Linked DNA regions of Mus musculus: region 1 is linked to region 2. A link is a contact called in public promoter capture Hi-C data. All regions are on one chromosome and are shown on one strand. Each heading gives the region's core, a stretch centred on a gene start, on an enhancer-like site or on the middle of the called end of the contact. The rest is flanking DNA. Distances are from core to core; before and after follow the strand shown.

What was found. Capture Hi-C pulls out chosen DNA fragments and counts their contacts.
Region 1: a contact with region 2 is called in a promoter capture Hi-C map of adipose tissue. The contact joins two enhancer-like sites. A contact is called at or near these places in 2 of 39 promoter capture datasets (hematopoietic stem and progenitor cells and stem cell-derived epiblast-like cells) and 1 of 9 other capture datasets (adipose tissue).

What each region holds. Positions count from the first base shown.
Region 1 is chr6:113,265,513-113,272,969 of GRCm38.p6, forward strand. Mtmr14 (myotubularin related protein 14) reads left to right here. Exons shown (of 19, transcript NM_026849.2): 11 at 458-543; 12 at 748-824; 13 at 1,047-1,083; 14 at 3,116-3,183; 15 at 3,989-4,047; 16 at 4,220-4,358; 17 at 5,010-5,189. Among named protein-coding and RNA genes, the nearest start is that of Cpne9, 13 kb to the right of the region's middle. Within about 2 kb of position 1,674, at least 18 of the 459 cell types and tissues checked have an H3K27ac peak or open chromatin away from gene starts, as enhancers often do. A contact at or near this core is called in adipose tissue, where this site is marked.
Region 2 is chr6:112,998,548-113,005,709 of GRCm38.p6, forward strand. No RefSeq gene overlaps it. Among named protein-coding and RNA genes, the nearest start is that of Gm43868, 44 kb to the right of the region's middle. Within about 2 kb of position 2,549, at least 68 of the 459 cell types and tissues checked have an H3K27ac peak or open chromatin away from gene starts, as enhancers often do. A contact at or near this core is called in adipose tissue, where this site is marked.

The DNA.
Region 1 (7,457 bases), core at 424-2,923, 270 kb after region 2:
AAGTCTCTCCTGGTGTCCCAAGCCTGCGAAGTGCTGGCTGGGAAGGGGGATCCTCTCTGTGAACCCCCCAAAGAGACTTTTTGGGCTGGCTTCTACCTGGAGTATGCCAAGAGCTTAAAAACACATTTGCTGCACAAGCTCAGTGAATTGGGTACTATGCTCAGGACCATGGAGGGAGAGGAGAGCAAAGTCCCATATGCAGTTCTCTGACCTGTGCACTCTTATGTGCACATACATGGTTATAATACAATTAAAAAGAGAACTTCAGCTAAGATGCTAGAAGTCAAGACAGATGTTCCCACCCACTCATTTCTAAGATGAGATTGGGGAATAAAATAACTTTGGACAGGAACCTGGGGAAGAGGGACACTAAGCTGGCCTGCACCAGGCTGGAGGCCTGGGGTTTTCAGCAGAACCCTATCTGGTTCTCTCACTTGGTGCTCCTGTTCCACAATAGATGACAGCGGGCTGCTGGTACACTGTATCTCAGGCTGGGACCGGACCCCCCTCTTCATCTCTCTTCTGCGCCTTTCCTTGTGGGCTGTGAGTATGAATGAGCTGGAGCGGGGAATATGCAGAGACCCTATTAGGTCTCCAATTGTCACGTTTAACACTGTTCTTGGTTGGGGGCTGGGGTAGGATAAGGGTGGTCCTGTCACCCAGTCTATGTTTTGGTTTGCTCCTGGAGCAAGGAGGCCCGCACTAGGAAGGCAGCTTTCTGAGCTTGCCACCCTTTGTCTCCCCCAGGATGGGCTAATTCACACATCCCTGAAGCCTGCTGAGATCCTCTACCTGACTGTGGCCTATGACTGGTTCCTCTTTGGGTAAGTCTTCAAGGAGGTGTGTGTGCATGGTGTATTAGCTTTTCTTATGAGGAACAGAGATAAGAAAACAGCTGGAGGAAAAAAGTTGGCTCTCTTTGGAAAGGATCAAAGATGTTGGCAGGCTTCATGTGATGCATTGGTGCCAAAGACTTGGTCTGTCTGTGGGTCACACGGCTCCTCAGCGCTGGGTTGTGCTTTGACCTTCTCACTCTTCTTTTTCAGACACATGTTGGTAGATCGGCTCAGCAAAGGGGAGGAGGTAAGGACCTCCGCACAGACATGGACTACACCTTAACACACAAGGCATTCATTCTGGTTGCCATGCTGGGAAGGCAGTTTCTCCACCCAGGATGCTTGGATGAGCTTACCATCCTCTTCCCTCAGGCAGTGTGGTGGGAAAGGCAAGAGCACAGACCGTGTGTGGGCCTCGGGCTCCCTTTGTACCACAGAGGGAGTTCTGGCCACAGTGGCTGTGACCATTTCAGGCTCCTCATCTTCCCTCTGCACTTGGCTCTGGAGCCAGTGTTCAAGTTGCTTTCCATGGCTCCATGCTCAAAGCTGAAACATGGAGTGCTTCTGTCCTCCATCCTGCCACTCAGAGTCCCTTCCCTTCTCCACGGTGGTCTGCACACCCAGGGTTCTGCCCACTTGTAGGCTGCCTCCAGGTCCTCCTTGTCCTTTCTTTTCAGTGTAGTCAGATTCCTCTTGCCATTTCTGTCTTGCCTCCTCTATCTTCTTTACCTGCTTGTAGTTCCCCCAGCATCAGATCTTAAGTTTGGCTTGAGTGTGTCTCGACTGGTCCTGCTCGTTGCCTAGGTGACCTTGAGCTTCACCTTGAGTCTCCTGGTTTCTCCCTGAGCTATACAGATGCATATCATGACAGTATTGGTTCTGTCTCCACCCACCCCTAGTGTCCAGAAGCATCCTTCTCTCCCTCCTGCTTCTGAGCTTGCTTTCTTCTTAGGCGTCTTATCTCCAGCTTTTCTTTTGTTGCTTCTGCCCAGCTGCTCATCTCCCTTCCAAATCTCTCTGAGCACTTACGCGTCTGCAGAGCTCATAAGCCTGCTCCTCAGAGGCCCCATGAACTCTGCCAGAGGCAGAGCCTTTGGCATTGAAATCTGGGCAGAAGGACTCTTTGTAGCCTCTTTGGAGATTTTGCTGGTGCTTTAGGACATTCTGTCCTCTACTCCATCTCCCTCCCCCGCCCACCAGAGCAAGCCAGATGCTCCCTTCAGAGAATAAGGGCAAAAATGAGACTGCGAAGACTGGGCTCTGAGTCCCACCCTGCAAGTCCCTCAGTGTATGCATAGGTCTTGCTACCTCTCCAGACTGCAGACACCTCTGTAATATAGCAAGCTAAAAACAGCTGCTAAGTGCCTCTTTACCCTGTCTTCTATCTTTGAGGTTCCCAGGGTACATTAGCACATTAAAAAGCTCTGGTGTCTGATGAAAACACCTGTGTCATTTTATATAATGCAGCATTTCCTACTGACCAGATCTGAGCAACCCTCTGCCTTTTTTTTTTTTTTTCCTCTTTTTTTTTTTTTTTAAAATGGAATCTTACAGGGCCCTGTGGGAATGTATGGGTGTTTCCCTGAGTCTCATGGGTTACACCTTTTGGGATCACTGGTTGATATATAGCCTGTTGTGTTGTGCAGGTTAAATAAACCAAAGCCTCTGGTATGTTTCTAGAGGCCACTGGACTAGGTCACTGGCTGGGATTTGCTCCTGGGAATGGGTTTGCTGCCAGTCAGTCTCTTGCCTGTATCCACTTCACAGTGAAGACCTGGGCCTCACAGTTTCAGCCAGAGCATGGCTGCCCTACCCCAGCTCTGATCCTGTATCTGGTGCACCCCTCCCTATGGAATGCCTTTCCTCTTCTGTCCTGCCTTATCCACTAATCCCCTTGCCCAAGATACTCTCCCTCCCAGCTGTCCCCCCTGTCAGTAGCTCTCCCTGGGCTTTAAGATGGAAGTGGGAACTGCTGTTATTTTCACTGTAAAAGCTGAGAATGTGCGTGTTGAAGATTTGAATTCTTTACCTTGGACCTCTGTGTTCTCAGAAAAGATGCACATTATATCTTCCCTACCCCCAGCTTATGGGCACCTGCCTAAAACCCTGCTGAGCCCTCTGTATCACCCACATCAGTCATAAATCAGATCTAGCAGGGTTCACAAAGAAGGTCATTCCCCAAAAGAGGCATTAACCTGAGAGCCAGTGGCGCTCTTCTGCATGTTCTTCTCCACTGGCCAAGGCTAACTTCTCACTGTGCTCTGCTTTTTCTCCTTCAGATTTTCTTCTTTTGCTTCAATTTTTTGAAGCATATCACCTCCGAAGAGTTCTGCCTGAAGACCCAGAGGTAAGTGGAGGGAGGCAAAGGACCACAGGGGCACTCCTCCACAGTGTGGAGCACTGCCGTTATCCCAGCCCTGTTACTAGAGCCGAGTGTCTGTGCTGAGGACCTAAATGAACAGGGAAGGAGTAGTCTCTCATGGGGGAAGAGCTGGTGATGCTATAGGAAGAAACAAGCCTGTGGACGGGAGGACTTGCCGTTCCTTGTTGTTGAGCCCTGTAGTAGGCCATCTGTGAGTGGGATGCAGCTCAGAAGTAGGGTGCCTGCCTACCATGCTGCAGGCCCTGAGTTCAAGCTTTGGTACCATAAAAAAAGAAAAAATTCACAATATGACCCTATAACAACTGAATCATACTCAGTTGGGCATCATGGTGCACACTGTTAGTCCCAGAATTTGGCAGGCAGATCAACCAGCCTGATCATCTGCACAGTGGAGCAGAAATCTGCTTCCAGCCTGGAGAACAGTCTTGTATGTCTGGCAGTTGCTCTGGAACTCCAGTGAGAACTTGGATCCTGCGAGTTGACTTGTCTTTACCCAAATTTACACTTGTTGGGTCATAGTTGTGTCCCAAATGGCCAAGATGGTAAGGAAAAGCAGGCTGTGTTGACTTCTGTCTGGCACATGTGGCTGGCAGAGCCAAACTGGTAGATCCTGGAAGTGGGCCTGTTAGTTGGCAGACTCTGTTGGTAGGGCCCATTCCATGAGATGCCAGGATTTGGAACTGTTGTTCAGGCTGGGCAAAGTCAGGAGGAGAGAACATAGAAAACTCCAGCTACAGCTGAAATGTCCTGCTTGGGGTTGTCATTCTAGGAGGAAGAGTTTGCCAACTCGGGATGCAGGCTTCACTGTGGAAGATATCTGCATGTTGAGTGAGTCCTGTCCCTAACAGGCTTTATTTCTTCACCATAGCTATCTGAGTATAGACCACATGGGGAACTGTGCTAGAAGCTTATTTGTCTAGCCATGTAGTGTTGAAAGGTGGGCGATGGGTAGTGGACTGGCTGTGGGGAAGGTAGCATGCTGACTTTCTGCTGCTTTCAGGACACAAAGATCGAGGCAGCACAACCAGCCTAGGCAGCGACTTCTCCCTGGTCTTGGAGCACTCACCGGGAGCTGTGGGGAGCTTCAGCTATGAGACTGTGGAACTTGCCCCGGCAGGAGCACCAACTCAGGCAGCTTGGTGAGGGGCCAGACTGAGATAGAGTAAACTCACAGCTGTGGCCCAAGGCCACCAGCCCTAGGGAGCCAGGCTGTAGCCCCAGGAACAAAGAGGGCTCTGACAGAAGCTTTGAGAACATAGCTTCATCCCCTGCTGTCAGTACTGGGCCTCAGAGCCCAGCCATCTGGTTGGTGAGGGGCACTGCATGGTAGCCCAGGAGCATAAAGGGCTGGTGCTCCCAATGGGACCAAGTAGCAGCAATGAAATGGGGGAGGGAAGAGCACCTGTCCAATGTGCCAGGACATGTGGGGCCATCTTAAAACAAAAGGTGGGTATATGATGGTAAGGGACCTGCTTTGAGGGTCCTCCCACTTAGATGTGGCAGGATCTGGGGCCTTTGTCTTCCTCCTGAGACATGGCAGAGTTTGTGTAGCACTTGTAGGTGAGGGAATGGAGCAGTTAGTGTGCTGCTAAGAACAATTTCTCGAATGATCTGAGGCTAATGAGCCAGTTCATTTGGCTGTCTTAGCTTCTTAAAGTCCCAGCCCTTTATGCCTATGGCCTTTAGCCTGGGAGAGGGCCAAGTATTTGTGCCTACTGTGTATGACATTTTCCCCATAGACAAAGTGACTCTACGGGTCCAGCTGTGACAGCCTTGCTCTTCTGCCACAGGAGGAAGAGTCACTCATCCTCCCCACAGAGTATGCTCTGGAGCCGGCCACAGCCCTCTGAGGAGCGCCTACCTTCACACCATGGGCTCACTGAAGCCAAGTCTTCTAGCTCTTCATCCTCAAACCATTCTGACAACTTTTTCAGGATGGGCAGCAGTCCTCTTGAGGTCCCCAAACCCAGGTGAGGAACCTCAAGGGGTAAGGAGCCTGCTGGAGGATGTGGCTGGCCTTCCTCCATTGTCGAGGTTGGAAGTGGAGTATATCACATTTATGCTAGCTGGGTTTCCTTGGAATGTGCCTTGATATGAGTAGCTACTTAGGAGCTGAAGGAAGTGGATGCTTAGGAGGCCCACCCACTCTTTGAAGGATTGATTGCTGTTGGAGCACAGATCCTTCACCAGTTTGTACAAACATTTGTAATTGTTTCCTGGAATGCTATGCTATGGAGTATATGGGTACACAAATGTAATGATGGTCTGGACTGCCACCATGTGTGCCCCTTTGGAAGATCTCAGACCTCTGGACTACCCATTGTAGATATATCAAGATGGGTCAGAATACTCTGGGTTCATTTATTTCTCACATGCCATGTCCACACTGATGGAGAGGCTACAACAACAGAGAAGGGATCAACAACATGTGTGGCTGTGGAAAACACAGCAACTCAATATATATTGAAAATCAACTGAGCCAGGACAGGTGTGCCACGGTGAGGCCAGCATGCTGCCTCCTGGGTAAAATTAAAATTGAGTGTGCACCAGGGCCAGAGAATTGGGGTAGGGAGTGGTCTGACACTTGGGGGAAAGCATTTCCCAGCTGATGGTCCTACTTTTTCCCATATCATATTCCAAAGAATGACTGAGTGTGTTGATTGCTTTCCTGCCTAAATTATAGAGAATTCATAGTCCTTCTAAAGAGAACAGAACACTGTATGGCCGAGAGGCCACTAAAGGTTTAGCAAAATGGACATGAACTCTGGAATCCCACTTAGACTTGAGCCCATCTTTGCCATGTGTCCATGTAGCTTTTTGTCTGTGTCCTGCTTGGTGGCAGGCCTGTTAAAGCTTCTGGTCCCCTCCACTCACTGGACAATAGGAGGCGATGGAGTAAGAGGCGCCAAAGCATCTTCCTCAGGGAGGCAGAGCAGATGAGTGGTGGGCAAGCTTGATGCTGGCTGCTCTGACCAGAGGTGGCCCATGTGCCCTGAGTGCCCTACCTACAGGTGAGCGCTTCATCTCAGTGCCATCTGCAAACCCTGAGGTATTTGTTAAGCCAAGATGATAGCCCATTGGAGACTTGGCATCTATGACTAAATAGAGCCAGGGCCAGGCAGATAGCCCACATTGCCTGTGCCTGCTCCCATCCTACACATGGGGCTGGCATATATGCCTGTTGCTGGGACTCCTCCTCTGCACTTGGCTGTCCTTAGGGCTACTCTTGAGTTGTGGTAGCACTTCTAAAACTCTTGGTGTCTGAGCTGAGGTTCTTGCTTATGGTCCCTGCCTCCTTTTCTGCTTGTGTATCGCCACTGAGTATCTGGGAAGGTTCTACTTGCCACCTAGGCCTTGCCCCAACTGTTGACAACTCCTTTGTTGACCTGTCAGTATTCCTACATCCAGAATGGCCACAAAATGCCCTTTCTCTGAGAGGGTGAGTAATATTGGAAGATCCACTTCCAACCCCAAGGCCAGACCAAAGATAATATGGACTTAAGTGGAGGCTGGACAGACAGTGTGGGGCATGTGTTGTGAGCTGCGTCTTCTGTGAGCATCTGCCCAGAGCTACACCAGCTAGCCAGGCAACACAGTTCTGAATTGGGTATCTGCTGCCAGAGGTTTAAAGACTACACTATTCTGATTTGGAGCATTCTAATTATGTATTTCCATTAACATTAAAATTAATTTAGTCTCTTTTATCTTAACGTGCCTAAGGGATCCTGTCATTAGCTACTCTGCCTCTTAGGTAACAGTAGCCAATCAAGTCTTCAGTGCTCCAGGCAGTTCTGTGTGGAGCACCCCTTTAGGAAAGCTATCTGACTGCCACAGTCACTGCTGATGTGAGTGTGCTAGGTCTTGTGTGCTCCACATTCTCTTAACGTGTCTTCCTTAAAGTGGGACCCCATGAGAGGAATCTTGGGCTCTGCTCATGAAGTGGGGAGGGATGTTCTGTGGAGTGTTGATCCTTACCAGGCTGTAATCCACATTTCTCGTTGGGAAGACAGTGAATTTTTGGCTTTTCACTGCCATTGTATAATCAGCCACAGGGTTCTGATTATACATGCCTACTTCAGCATTAACGAGGAAGTCACCCTGCTCCACTTTGGCATGGCCTAAGTCTTTGCTCTTGTCTCTTTAGGAGTGAGGGTAGGGGTTCTGGCACAGTGTGGTCCATGACCAAGGAAGATTGTACCACCTCTGAGCCCAGCTTGATGCCAAGCTGCCTGAAGAGC
Region 2 (7,162 bases), core at 1,299-3,798:
GACAGTTGATGCCAGTTAGCTGGAGCAGAGAAGTCAGCAGTGCCTAAGAAGGGGCCAGTATCACACCAGTATCACACCAGTATCGCAGCAATAGAAACCCTAACTAGGACACCAAGGCACACAAATGTCTTTTTAAAAGAGGTTTATTTTAATTGTATATAAATGTGTGCATTTGTGTGCAGGTATGTGCAAGCATGGGTGCAGGTAACTGTGGAATCCAGAAGAGATTGTTGAATCCCCTGGAGCTAGAGTTAGCTATGAGCTGTGAGATGCCCAGTATGAGTGCTGGCCAACAAACTCAGGTCCTCTGCAAGAGCATTGTACGCTACTAACTGTCAGCCATCTCTCCAGCACTCAGAAAAATGTTAATACATATTTCAGGAAGGGAATGAAGAAATGGTTGCTTTTACAATAGTGATTCTCAATAAGAGAGCGGTGAGGAAGCAGTTCTATCTCCTACCACATCGGAAACATCTAGAGACATTTGGCTATTGCCCTACTCGGGGAATGTTTTACTATCTTGTGGGTGGCAGACAATGATGATACTCACACCAGACAATACACAGGACAGTTCCTTTCAACAAGCCATTACCTTGACATAGATGAGATTGAGAATTTTTGTTTAGAAGACCATCACATGCCAGAGACAGACAGACAGACCTTCCTTCCTTCCTTCTGCCCTCAACAGGGCCCACTATTGATTTTCTATGCATGGTCCTTCTGAGCCTGCCTGCCATCTATGATTTTGTGACAGTAATGTGGTGTCTGTTTCTTTCCTTGCTAAAAGCTGTTGATACTGCACAGACTGTCACATGCCCAGAAAGGAAAAATCCCAGAGAGTCTGGTCTGAGTCACAGAGTGCTTGTGTTACATCTTGGATGGCTCAAAGGACCTCACGTGCCTGGGATGCAGGCTGCCTGGCTGCCCAAAGAGCTAGCCTGAGGCTGCACAAAAAAAAAAAAAAAAAAAACGAGATGGGGGCAGGTGACCCTTGAAGGTTGTGGGGCTAAATATAATCTAAGAATCCTTGTATTTGTCACCCAAAGGACCTTGGGGAGAGGGGCAGAAAAACATGAGTGACCTCTACATCTTTGTCCCCCAGGTTAAGAGCACCTGCTGCTCTTCCAGAGGTTCAAAGTTTGCTTAACAACACCCTCACCAGGCTCCCAGCACACAAAACTCCAGCCCCAAGGGGACCCAACACCCTCTCCGCCTTCCTCAAGCACCCCAACACAGGGGACATATATCCACACAGACACATGCATGTCATAAAAACAACAGAAATAAATCTAGCCTAGTGTGGTAGCACCTGCCTTTAATCCCAGCACTAAGGAAGAAGAGGCAAATGGATTTCTGTGAGCTCAATGCCAGCCTGGTCTAAATAGAGTTTCAGCCTACCCAGTGCTAGGATGAAAATCCTGCTAATAGATAGATAGATAGATAGATAGATAGATAGATAGATAGATAGATTATTTTAAAGGGTTAAGAACCATCACTCTACAGATGGGTGGTCCTGGGATGTGGGTTCGGCAGTCCGGATGATGCCCACACTGTGAGGGGTCCTGCTTACTGTTATTGCCAGTTTCAAAAGAGCAGTAGAATGCAGAAGTAAACAGCTTGAATCTTACAGCTTAATCAGACAGGCCTGACTGTGAGGCACCCTCCTGTCGCTAGGCAGTGACCTGGAGAGATGACTTTGTCATATCTGAGCCTCCTCCATGTGATGGGAACATGCTAAGTACCCACTTCCCTGGGTTGGGCTGCAGGTCCATTGCGAGTATGAGAGCCTAGACTTAACACACAGCATCACTGAAATATGTGACAGGTGTCATAAAAGGATGCTGTAGCAGGAAGACACAGGTGAGGGCCAGTATGGGCAGCCCGGCATCCTCCCAGAAGTTTTTCTGTCCAGGTAGGATGCTGGTGAACCATGATGCTCACCATAAGCACCCGACTGCAGTGAGTGCTTCGTCTATGGCGGCTCCCATGGGATATTTTACTGCCCCAACTTTATGGATGGAATAATGAGACACAAGTTTACTCACAGCCTGTTATCCTGCTGTGAAAAGGGGAAGAGTCATGACAAAGACGGTTTGGTTCCAGGTCCCTTCCCCTAGCTGCACATACACTGCCCCTGAATGCCTCCGGAAGGGGAAGAAATAAAAAGAGCCTGTTCCCTTTCTTGTTCCCAAATACCTTCTCCACCCGTAATAGCAGAAAGTGACAAATGCCTAGGAGAGGAGCACTAGCTCTGCCCACCAGGATCCACTGTGAGGGAAGCCTGCAAGGCAAGATCTAGAAGCGTCTGCAGAGAGCCGAATAAGAGAAGCACTGGGAGGCAGATGAGGCTCAGAATTGAATAAACCCGGACTCCACCTGGTGACGTAGGGTCTCTGAGCCCAGAGACATACTTTCTCAAAATTTTATTTCTCCCTGTCTGAAACAAGGCTTAGACACAATATCCCAGCTAGCTCTACAAGGCTGGGCTGAACTGGTGGGGAAGAGGCTACTGCATGCTGGGAAGTGGGAGGAGGGAGTTGGTCAGAACCTATCCCGGTAAAAGAGCGCCACCTGGTGAGGCACTCTGAGAACATTACTGGTGGCTGCTCTGACCAGATCATTGTAACCCAAGGAAGCCGCTTCTAGTCTCTGAATTTCAGAACTTACAAGGACATCGGAAGCTAGCGATGATGATAATGCCTGCAATTGTTAACTCCTTTACCCACACACATTCTCTTAACCACGCTGTTTCAAAATGGCAATGAGTTGTGAAGAATGCAAAGAATAAGTGGCGATCCTTTGTTCTGGAAATGCTGTTAAGTTACTTATTTTCCCTTAACTTTTGTTTACTTAGGGTTTGGATGGATATTCTTGTTGTTATTTTGAGACAGGGGCTCACTTTATATCTCTGGCTGGGTATAAAGGCTAGGCTGTCCTCAAACTCACAAGAGGTCCTCTGACCTCAGCCTCCCGCGTGCTGGGATTAAAGTCATGCACCATTATGCCTAGCTGTTTGTTTGTTTGTTTGTTTGTTCATTTTAGTTTTTCAAGGCAGGGTTTCTGGCTGTCCTGGAATTTACTCTGTAGACTAGGCTGACCTCGAACTCATAGAGATCCTCCTGCCTCTGTCTCCTAAGTGCTGGGATTAAAGGAGTGCGTCATGCTTGTTTTTAGTAGTAAGCACACAGCATGAGACTTTCCTATATTCAGGCAGGGCGGCACTGACTCCGGCGTGATGTTGTATAGGTCTTAAGAACTCACCCATCCTGAGTAACTTAAACGATACTGAATGCTGCTGATTACATGATTAACCTTGTCCAGAATAATTTATTCTTATGACTTCATTTAGCCCCTCCCCCAAGGAACCACGTGAGTGGAGGAGGAACCAGAAGAGTACAGCACTCACTGCGTCAGCGCCTAAGACTCTGCCGACTTGAAAAGTCCACACTAACACGTGTAATGCGAATTACACTTGATAAACATGCATTTACTAAAGCCGTATGACCACTGCAGGAGAGAGAGGTTGTTCTCACAGTTAGGGAACTGTAAATGTGCTGCGTTTGAATCTTAAATGTCCTTCAAAGGCTCATGTGTTAAACAGTTGGTTCCTGGGCCAAGGTGTTGCTAGGTGTTGCTAGGAGGAGGTAGAACTTCAAGATGTGGAGCCCTAGGGGGAAGCTTTAGGTAATAGGGAAAGGCAAGACCTGAGGGAATTATGGGACTCTGGTCTCTTCGTTTATCTGCACCTGACGTGAAGGGCTCTCTTCTACACTGTGTGTTGCCACTATAATGTGCCACACCACGGGTTCAGAAGTAAGGGGACCAACCATTCACAGACTGAGATTTCCAATCTATGGGCTAAAATACACGGTTCCTTTTGACAGGTTTGTTGTCTCCAGTATCTGTGGCCGCTCTGGAAAGCCGACTACACAAGGTGCTGGGTGCTGAGCATTGGCTGATGTTTAGAGGTGCACCTGACCAAGGGACTGGGGAGTCAGTCTTCATGCTGAGGAAACTATCCATTTGGAAAGAGGCAGAGACATGACTAAGCCCTTTGTAAGATTGACATACAATATGGACGCATCTAGAAGCCAGAAGAGCTGACTTGCTCTACGGAAAGAACTGTCAAAATGGCTATGCCCGGGGTGATTCTGCCCCAAGCATCTGCATCCCTCATGAGGGCTCTGCTCGAAGACTATCTGCCCCATCTTTCCTTTTGACATCTCAGCTCCTTAACAACACCTGTGTCCTGATCTCCTGATAACCAGAGCCCAACAAGGAGCGGAGCAATGGCTGCTAAACAGATATTTATTCAGAAGAGGCCTCTAATTCATCTGTCTTTCCCCCAGTCCTTCCTCTTGTTCCTGGTACCCACACAGATTAGCCCCTAGTTCCTCAAGGGACATCTAAGGATGTGGAGATTCAGAGGCAGCCTCCAGCCTAAACAAACTAATGACGCCTCACAGATGCGGCTCTTCACCAGCCCCCCTGGCACAAGGTCAATTAAGACAGTAAAGCTGACAACAGGCACAGATGCCCTTCACTGAGCCCTCACTCCGTGCTAGCCTGCTGCTAAGCCCTATTGCATGACCAAATGACTGCCCATCCCAAATAGGGTATGTGCTGGTTAGGGATTTTTTTGTTTGTTTGTTTCTGTTTTGTCAACTGACATAAGCTTGAGTCATCTGGGAAGAGAGAATGTCAACTGAAGAACAGCCTCTGTCACATTGCCTCCATCTTGACAGATGGTTGATGCGGAGGGCCCAGGCCACAGGTGCTGTCCCTGGCCAGGTGGTCCTGGGCTGCATAAGAAAGCAGGCTGAACAAGCCATGGGGAGCAAGCCAGTAAGCAGCACTACTCCGTGGCCTCTTCTTCGGTTCTTGCCTCCAGGCTTTGGCTTCTGCACTTACCCTGGCTTTCCTCTATGGTGGACTATGATCAGAACATGTAAGCCGAATACACTCTTTCTTCCTCAAGCTGCCTTTGGTCCTAATGTTTACCACAGCAATAAAAATCAAATTAGGCCAGAACCCTAGTGACAGGCCAAAGTACAATTCTCCCCAGGTCTCCTTTGGTTACCCCCAAAGCAGCTGCATCATCACCTGGATTTCCCCATATCTGTACAGATGGAATCCTCTCCGTGTCCCTACCCCGCCTTACACGTTCTAATATACTCTAGAGCAGTGGTCTTCAGCCTTCCTAATGCTAAAACCCTTTAATATAGCTTCTCATATTGTGGTGACTCCAAGCATTAAATTATTTTGTTGCCTCTTCATAACTGCAATTTCATTTCTGTTATGAATCATAATGTAAATATCTGATATGCAGGATTTCCGCTGCTCTAGTGTCTCCTGAGCCCGTGTGCAGCTGGGGCAGAATTACATACAGCTGGCAGAGAGGGAGGCATGGGAGTGGTTAAAATCTCAGGTGAGGGCCAATGACCTACCCTACCTGTTCCTTATATAAGGCAGCATCCACAGTAGTCACAGCTAATCTGACAATGGCCATGTTCAGCTTATCGTCCATTCGTTTGTTCATTCATTCAACAGATATTCCCTGTGTAGTATCTTGACCCGGGTACTACTGCAGGGTACTTGGACCACAAAACAACCAGAAGAGTCCCTATCAAGGGAAGGCAGTCCATGAGAAAGAGTGAGGAGGAAGTGTAACTGTTTCCATGGCGATGCTCTGCCCAGCATCAACGTCCCTTATAAGAGATGGCCAAGGAGTATGGCAGAAGCACTCATGGCTCCAGCTAGATTCTGTCACTACTCACCTTTCCCCAGTCCAGCCTTTCCAAACTTCTAGAGAGAGCTTAACCTCTGAATGCACAAGCCAGCCAGAGGGCACAGGGGCTAGAAATGCTAATGGTATGGCATTTCTTTAAGGAGGGATGGTAACCTGGTAACCAGGGTTCCATACAACTCAGCCAGCCAAGGAGATGACAGGCTCATAATCCCATGCCATAGGGATTGAAGGTGTTTCTTAACCAAATGCAGATTGTGTTTAATAGGTGGCTGAAGAGATGGCTCTGTGATTTAGAGCCCTTGCTGATCTTGCATAGAGTCCAAGTTCCGTCCCCAGTATCCACATCAGGCAGCTGTCAATCATTCATCCATACTTCAGCTACAGGGGAATCCAAAGCCCTTGTCTGAACTCACATGTGCAAACCCATACACAGAGACACATACACATAGAAATAATGCAAGTAAATCTTTTAAAGAGATAATTTTGTGAATGGGTTGAAAGACGATTTTAAAAGTCTTTTGCCTGTTGCTTGAGAACAGTTTATGGATTCCTATCAGAAGTCCAAAACAAATTCTAAATCCATGACCAAAACAGCTAAGACTAAATAACCCAACACAGATGGCATATTCAGCAAGATTGACATAGGTCCTAAAGAGAGACCATAGGAAGATCTCAAGGGCATGTTTCAAGGGCATGTTTGAAGTAAGAACAGCAAAAAGTTCATTGGTATTGTAAACAGTGGAAGCAATCCTAATATCTATTGGTGTGGGAACAAATTTGCATGTTCACAACCTTGAGGTTTCTAAGTCTGGGCGCAGCACCATCCTATGTCTTGCATTTGTGTACAAAGTCACTCACTTGGGGGATTGTTGATAATATATATATATATATATCTCAGATATGCCCTCTGGGTGTCAGAACCTCGAAAAGTTTTAAACCTGCCTGGGTTGACTCGTGTATTTTATTTTGCTTTGTTTTGTTTTATTTTATGTGTATGGGTGTTCTGCCTACAAGCATGTCTCTGCAGCACTTGCAGGCCCAGGGACTGTGGAGGCTGGAAGAGGGTGTCAGATCCCCTGGGATGCACCAATCATGCCCACCTTTGTCGTGTCCTATATGTTTACAATGGGGATTTGTAAGACTCCGTTGGTGGCTCCACTGATGATAGACTTTGCATCCTTGTACATTATCCCCCCCTTCCTGACTCTGGGTGGCCATGCAATTCGACTTTTGTCAATGAAACACGACCAAGTGTAAAGCAAACACAGCCTAGATAAGTGCTTATCCATTGGTACCAGACCCCACTGAAGGCTTCCTTTAGAAATCCAATTGCTGGGTAAGAAGTATAGACAAGACGGAAGGGATGAGAAACCACAAGGGGAGAGGGATTCATCCTCGTGTCTTCGCTGAGCA